Regions from separate parts of the Mus musculus genome. Here region 2 is linked to region 1. Evidence: chromatin contacts called from public HiChIP or PLAC-seq data. All regions are on one chromosome and are shown on one strand. The core of a region is the stretch at or near the end of the contact, and the rest is flanking DNA. Distances in the headings are between cores, read along the strand shown. Region 1 has its middle 59 kb from the start of Hoxc13. Region 2 holds the start of Hotair (HOX transcript antisense RNA (non-protein coding)).

The links. HiChIP or PLAC-seq counts read pairs in DNA pulled down with a chosen protein or histone mark.
Region 2: a contact with region 1 is called in a CTCF HiChIP or PLAC-seq map of the NIH/3T3 cell line, with 16 read pairs. The contact joins the promoter of Hotair here to the enhancer-like site in region 1. A contact is called at or near these places in 3 of 39 promoter capture datasets (the C10 cell line, the HPC-7 cell line, HPC-7-derived erythroid cells and 1 more), 2 of 15 datasets of contacts at CTCF or cohesin (CD8 T cells and the NIH/3T3 cell line), 1 of 115 datasets of contacts at active chromatin or transcription factors (embryonic stem cells) and 2 of 9 other capture datasets (adipose tissue and pancreatic islet).

The regions. Positions count from the first base shown.
Region 1 is chr15:102,860,158-102,863,596 of GRCm38.p6, forward strand. No RefSeq gene overlaps it. Among named protein-coding and RNA genes, the nearest start is that of Hoxc13, 59 kb to the right of the region's middle. Within about 2 kb of position 1,889, at least 8 of the 459 cell types and tissues checked have an H3K27ac peak or open chromatin away from gene starts, as enhancers often do. A contact at or near this core is called in the NIH/3T3 cell line, where this site is marked.
Region 2 is chr15:102,946,279-102,949,717 of GRCm38.p6, forward strand. It overlaps Hotair (HOX transcript antisense RNA (non-protein coding)), which reads right to left and starts at 1,668. Exons shown (of 2, transcript NR_047528.1): 1 at 1,217-1,668.

The DNA of each region.
Region 1 (3,439 bases), core at 639-3,138:
TGAGTGTTGAGAAGGAAGAGCCACCTAGGAACTGCCTCTGGAGTTTCCCAGCATGCCCCTGAGTAGTCTCTGACTACAGGAAAGAAAGGTTCTTTCTTATCTCCCTTTAATTATATTTCCACCTTGGACATTTATTGGAAGTTCTGAAGCAGAAGGAAATTTTCCTAAAATGAGGAAATGTTATAGTGTGCCTGGCTCTTTCCTTTGTCATATTTAGATATAAAAGACAGATTTCTAAGAAAGAATTTTTCTACTGTAGTAAGAGAAGGAATAGGATCCTCACAGAACTCTTGGAGAGATTATTGAGACAATTAAAGGGAACTGTGTGGTTCCTCCCCTCCTCTGAAGCTAGAGGGGTGAGGCGGTTGCCATTGTCTTTATTATTTTGGAGATAGTATGGTGCATGAGTAGATTCTCATATGTCTGACTTCAAGCTCAGGGCTCAATCATTTCAGAATGGGACATAGAAAAAGAAAAATAGAATAAGTTCAGCCCATCTCTTCAGATAGCTCCTCCCCGTAGTCATCATTCCTTTTATATTAGCTCATATTGTGAATAGTCTTTGTTCCTACTTCACATTAGTGGAGCAACTTAGTCAGGAAATAACCAAAGTCCCTCCAAACCTTAAATCTCTTTTTTCTCAAAACCCAAGGAGGTAGACAGATGGCTTAGTGCATAAAACCCTTGATGTGTAAGACTGGCAACCTGAATTTAGACCCTAGCACTTGCATAAAAATGGAAAGAGACTTCCATACATGCACTTCATGCACACACACATACACACTGATGATGATGATAAATATTATTTCATAGCTAAGAAGAATGGCTTCTCGAGTAATGTGTGTATGCCTTTAATACCAATACTCAGGCGATAGAGGCAGGCAGAGCTCTGTAAGCTTGAGGCTAGCCTAGTCTACCCTGTCTCAAAAAAAAAAAAAAAAAAAAAAAAAGGCATCAGTGCCAGTGAGATGGCTCAGACGATAAAGGTGCTTGCCACAAAGCCTGAGCTCAATCCTTGAGACTCAAATGGTAGAAAAATAGAGCTGACTCCCAAAGGTTGTTCTCTGACCTCCACATATGCACCCATATGCATACACACACATAAATGCACACAAAATAAGTTAAATATATTTTATGCTATAAGAAATACAGAGTCAGAAAGCATTGAGGATAGACATAGCTGGTGAGAGAGAGAGAGAGAGAGAGAGAGAGAGAGAGAGAGAGACTTTTTGCTGTTGTCCAAAGGTAAAGTAAATGCATATTATTTCACATTTTTCCTTCATTGCATAAATTACATTTTTGAACCTATACAGTGTTTTTGTTTGTTTCTTTTCAAGACAAGGTTTCTCTATGTAGCCCACTGGAACTATCTCTGTAGACCAGGCTGGCCTCTAGCTTGCAGAGACCCTCCTGCTTCTGCCTCTTGAGTGCTGAGGTTAAAGGCACATCCCACCATGCCCAGCTTGAATCTACTCATGTGAAACTATACATGAGGCTTATGTTTACCTTTTACATCACGATACCTCACATAGAACTGGGTACATGGTAGACACTCAACAAATAAGAAAATCAGTTGTGTCTTTGCTTAGAGAATGAGAAGGGCTCCTTACTTAGCTGTTAAGAGGACGCTGTGCTCTTCACATACAAAGATGGAGATGAACCACAAAGCCTGGCAGCCCTTGGTGAATTCCTTGTTGACCATCTAGCCTCTCCCTGTTTCTGGAAGGATCTCATCTTAATACCCGGGACACAGTCCAGGGAGTGATCCAGAGCTGTGGATGGAAGAAGTGGGTCATGGCTATCAAGACAGATACTTTTATTCCAGCTGCTGTGTCCCAGATACAGCAGAGTTCTCAGCCCACTAACTTACAGGACACAGTTGGGGGTTGGGAACGTGAGTCAGAGAGGAATGTGGAAGGGACTGGCAGTTGGGAATTTTACTCTAGGGACAAGGTCGTTAGTTCTTTATGCTTATTTTTGATGGCATCTGCAAGGCCTAGGAATAATATCATGAAGAAGGTAGGTGGTCACTTCTGAATCCCCAGGATGTTGGTAGGAAAAGAATTTGAAAAGATTTCAATGGGAAGAAAACAATTCACAGCTCAAGAAAGAATCATAGAGCGATACACTTGAAGGAGGTCTGACTAATCCCATTGCCAACACTTCTCCCTCCACCTGGATACATAAAAATCTGTCCCTACGGGAGACCTCTTGAAAGTGAGAATATTGTGCTCTCAAGTTCAGTCCAACCTGCTCTGCAACATGGAGGCAATGACTTGAGCGGTGGACATACATGGAAAATTCTCCAACCCTCTGGCTGGAATGAGGGGACACAACAACAGCTTCTCAGCTCCAGTTTCTTGAGATTCTGCCTCTGCGTACAGTGGGGGTGGGGCAGCTGGTGGCAGCTGTGAAGAGTCCTTCATTCCTGAAGCCTACCTGAGAGGGTACCTATGACTCTTGTAAATGTGATGACATCGGCAATGACAGACTCTCCAGTCGCCTGGTAGTCTGTAATTGAAGCCAGGAATTCAGCACACGCTCAGACACACCCAGACTTTACCGTGGTTCCCAGAAGTGAGTTTTTGAACAGCTAGGAGGCTGGGAGGACCCTCACTTAACCCATCCTCCCTCACAAGCTCAAGGCCGTTGAGCTGAATTCTGGATCCTCAAATCCAGAGAAATTTTCTCTCCTTTTAAATCTCTGTCTCTGTTTCTATCACTAGTGCTGTCTACACTATTCCTTCTGGTGACTTCTAGGGCTAATCTCCTCAGTAAACCATATCCAGGCTCTTTGGTGTCACAGCCAATCCTTTCTGGTTTAATTGAAATCTCTTCTTGTTATAACCAGGGTCTAAAATTAATCAAGCCAGAAAACTTCTGCACTACTTGGAAGCCCCAGGCAAACAGGTCAGAGCATTTCTTGCTGTTCTCAACCCCTCTCTATAATGAGATGCTTTGTTTCCATGAATCGGCCTTGATCCAGACTTCCAGACTCTATGACAGGACACTTCATCCCTCCCTCTGCCTCCAGGCAGGACTGAACTTAACTCATCCCAGACTGAAGGGTGTCTCCTTTAGACCTTGTTTCAAGGTGTTCTGAGTTCTCAGCTTCTTTTAGTTAAGAGTGCCCACATGATTAACACTGCTGCCTAACCTCATCTTAATTTCCTATAGAATTTCCAGTCTATTTCTCCTCTCCATAGAAAGGAAAATCCACATGATTCTTATGCATTCCAGCCAAATGTGTCTCCTTGCCTTTACAGCTCTTCTCAAATATTAGTCTGGCTCTACAGATTCTTGTTGCTTGAGGAGTGCCATCTTTCCCTGGGCACCTATGGCCTGAGCTCTGCCGTCCATATCATCGCTGTTATTAACACATCCCTTCCCCAACACATCTCCTTGCTTTGTACGGAGTCTTCAAATCCCAACCTTCTCC
Region 2 (3,439 bases), core at 418-2,917, 86 kb after region 1:
CGGCTGAAACCCCTACCCTGACTACACAGTGGTATTCAAGGAAGAATTCATGCAATTATCTGGATAATTGGAGGGAGAGAGATGGGGAGGGAGAGGGAGAGAATATAGAAGAAAAATAGTTACTCTTAAAACAAGGAGGTCGGGCTTACAGATTTGAACACTGCTGAGAAATGATGAGATCTGTTGAAGTACTCTGATCTCTGATCCAGTTTCATTTTCATTTTGGATACTAGCTTGGATTCACTATGTCTGCATAGACCTGCCTCCTCTAATATTGTAATTATCACAAGTAAGTAGATAATAGATAATTATAGGGTGTCAATAATATTATTTTATAACTACATAAGATATGATTAGAGTTAATGTTAGAGGCTTTGTTGGAAGCTGGAGGCAAGGTAGAGAGGCCTTAGGAATTTTTTTCTTTCCTATTTTTACCTGTGTGGGAATCTCCAGAAATCCCTAAGACTCTAAATTCATCCCCTGGATGTTTTAAGGGAAAGCTCTAGGATCTTAGGGTATATAAAATCCAAAGACCAAGATGAGGAAACACTAATTTGATACTCAGCCCCTCTTAGCCTAGAGGACAATGGAAGCCCCTCTTATCTCATTAGAAGACTTAGTTCCCAGTACAAGTCCACTAGGGTTTGGGAGACTTGGTTGGTGTGGTCCATGAGAGCAAGACAGGGGCTTATCAAAATCAAGTTCATTGTCAACCCCACATAGGAACTAGGCCCAGAATGAAGCCCTCTTTTATCCCCAATTTGTCTTTCCTGGAGTCCACGCCTTAACAATACTGGAGTCAAGACAAACGCCCAGCTGGAGCTAGGGAGGTCAAATTTAAGGCAGGGATCAGGGAAAGATTTTAAATTTTGCTATTGTTATTTTGGAGGGTTGAGAAATCCGAAGGCTGTAGGAGGAAGAGGGGAAGAAATGATCACAGAAGCAGAGAGTGAGGTGAAAGAGAGTTGAGAGAAAGTATGAGACCGTGAGTAAGGTAGATATAAAACAAAAAGGAGTGGCAGGAATAACCAGGAAATAAAACATAAGGAAAGAAATACAAGAAAAAGGTACAAACGGGAAGGGAAGGAAAAGACTGAAAGAGGCACGAAGAAGACAGACAAGGGTCAGTCTTTGGGCTGACTCTGCCTGGCGGGTTTGCAGCAGTCTGGGTGGGCGGGGGCACCATGACAAAGTGAAGGTCAAGTTAGCATCGTACCTTATAAGGAAGGCGTCGGTCCTCCATTTCAGCCTTTCTCTCTGGAAGGACTTAGCGCTGGCATTTCTGGTCTTGTAAACACAGGACTTTTTTTTTTTTTTTTAAGCCTCCTTTCTTTATTGAGAGTGAATTCTGCAGCCCCGGGAAGCTGTGGCTGTGGACTGGGAAGTCAACTAATGAAGATGGCAGGAAACTTTTCTCTCCTTTTCTGCCTCTGGCTCCACTCCCTGCCAGCTGGGGCGGCCCCCATCTCTTCTGTCTTCTGTATCTTTCACCATTGTCTCTAAATCTGGGCACGATTTCTTTACTCCCTGACTCCCCTGCAGACTTGTAAAACCCTTCCATTCCACAGCAGCAAAGTGGAGAAGGACTTTAAGAATTGGAGAGAAAATTAAGCATCATAAAGAAAACTTCATTTACAGCTTAATTGTCTGTCTGAGTATTACAGTTTTCTTCTGAAAACAAAGCGATATATTCGGTAAGGAGGAGTGAGGTCACAGGGATGGGGAGGGCCAGTGTAGCGGTAGACTTGGATTTATTTATTTCTCAATCCTGAGGTGGAAAGGAAAGAACAGAAGGAGGGGAGTGAGAGAGAAGCATTTTAACCATGAAACTACCAAAGGTGGGTGCAGCTGGTGAGATTGGAAGCAACATTCTAGCTGCACGGACCTGGTACTCACCCCAGCCTGGGCCTTGGGTGTGGAAAAGCTAGTATATTAGGTCGTTCTTGGTTTCAGAGAGCTAGGAAGCAGAAATGGAGGAAGGCTAGGCTCCGGGAGAATAAGGCAGAGCAGGAGACAGGCCTTGAAAGACAGAGTAGCGGCAGTCAGTCACAGTCAGTCGGCTGGTAGTGGTTACAGCCAGGAGGGAGAGAGGGAGGAAGGAGCCTAAGCTTGGATCCTTGATTCTTTCCTTCCTTCCACTGTAGTGTGGAGATTAGGGGTGTAGTGAAGTTAAAAGGGGGTTTATTGCTGTGGGGTTATCTATGGAGAACTCACTTCCTTCTCCCTGAATCTCACCACTTGTTTTTGGCTCCTCTGTGTTCATGGAGCCATCTTAAGGCCTAATTATTTCAAAATTGAAATTCTATAGCAAGGGGGAAGGGGCTGATGGATGCTTCAGGAGTGATGATGGGTGATTCTAACTAAACTCTAAATCTCCCAGTTTGTTGTTACCTTTGCCTTGTCAACTGGAAAGCTGACCCTTGGGACCAGCTCCATCCCACTCTACCTACCTGGCTGGGAATTTCTCCAATCTATAAGATCCCCAAAGTGGGCTGAGGCAGCCAGAATCAGCAGACAGGGGCAATTAATAGAGCAATTGGGCCTCCTATCTGGATCCAGTATCTCATGAAAAACAAAGGGACTCGATCTCATTATTTCTGGTGGTGTTAAGGAATCCTGGTTTCTCCACAGAATGTCTGATCCTGGGATCTGAAGAGATTTAATCTGAACAAAGTGCCACCTCAGCTCAAAGTGCCTGGGTCCTTTGTGTAGGGGATGAGGGTAGCCAAGGTAGGGACATCTGCTGTCAGGAATCCCCATGGAGGGGTTGGCAGACCTTCTTTGGCATGGCCCAGAATTCTGCTCACAGCATTCCAAATGGTTGGAATGGCCTGCGGAGGCCTTGTGAAGGGGGACCCCAGAAAGTCAAAAGGGGTTACTAGCTGGGATGCTTCCCCATAGTGTGGGGGAGAAACTCATACTCAGACCTCAGCCTGAAGCTCTTTGAAAAACTGCTCTTTGGAGATTTAGGGGACTTGAAAAGAGTAAGGCACCAGACACCCTATGAAAGCCAAGGCTGTGACTGTGACAGGGAGGAGAACCTGAGGGGGCAAGAGGTTGAGAAGGTATCACCTTAAACCATTTCTCCCAGAGAACACACACACACACACACACACACACACACACACACACACACACACACACACACGGCTCTAATACTGAAAAACACCAGATGATCTGCTTGGAAGGGACATAAACCGGCCAAGCGGATGCAGGTTAATAAAACCCGAAAAACCCCAGACAGGAACACTTAAAATGCCCAGAACAAAGAACACCGTGACAAATTCTCACCCAACACACAAGTACACGCACAAGAATATTCCTAGGCAGAGAAAGAAAGAGACCTTTCCTACCTCAGGTCTCCACCCGTGGACACTTAGGTATACCTGCACAGCTCCAAGAACAAATTTGTTCATGCTTCTAAACTGACCCAAACAAA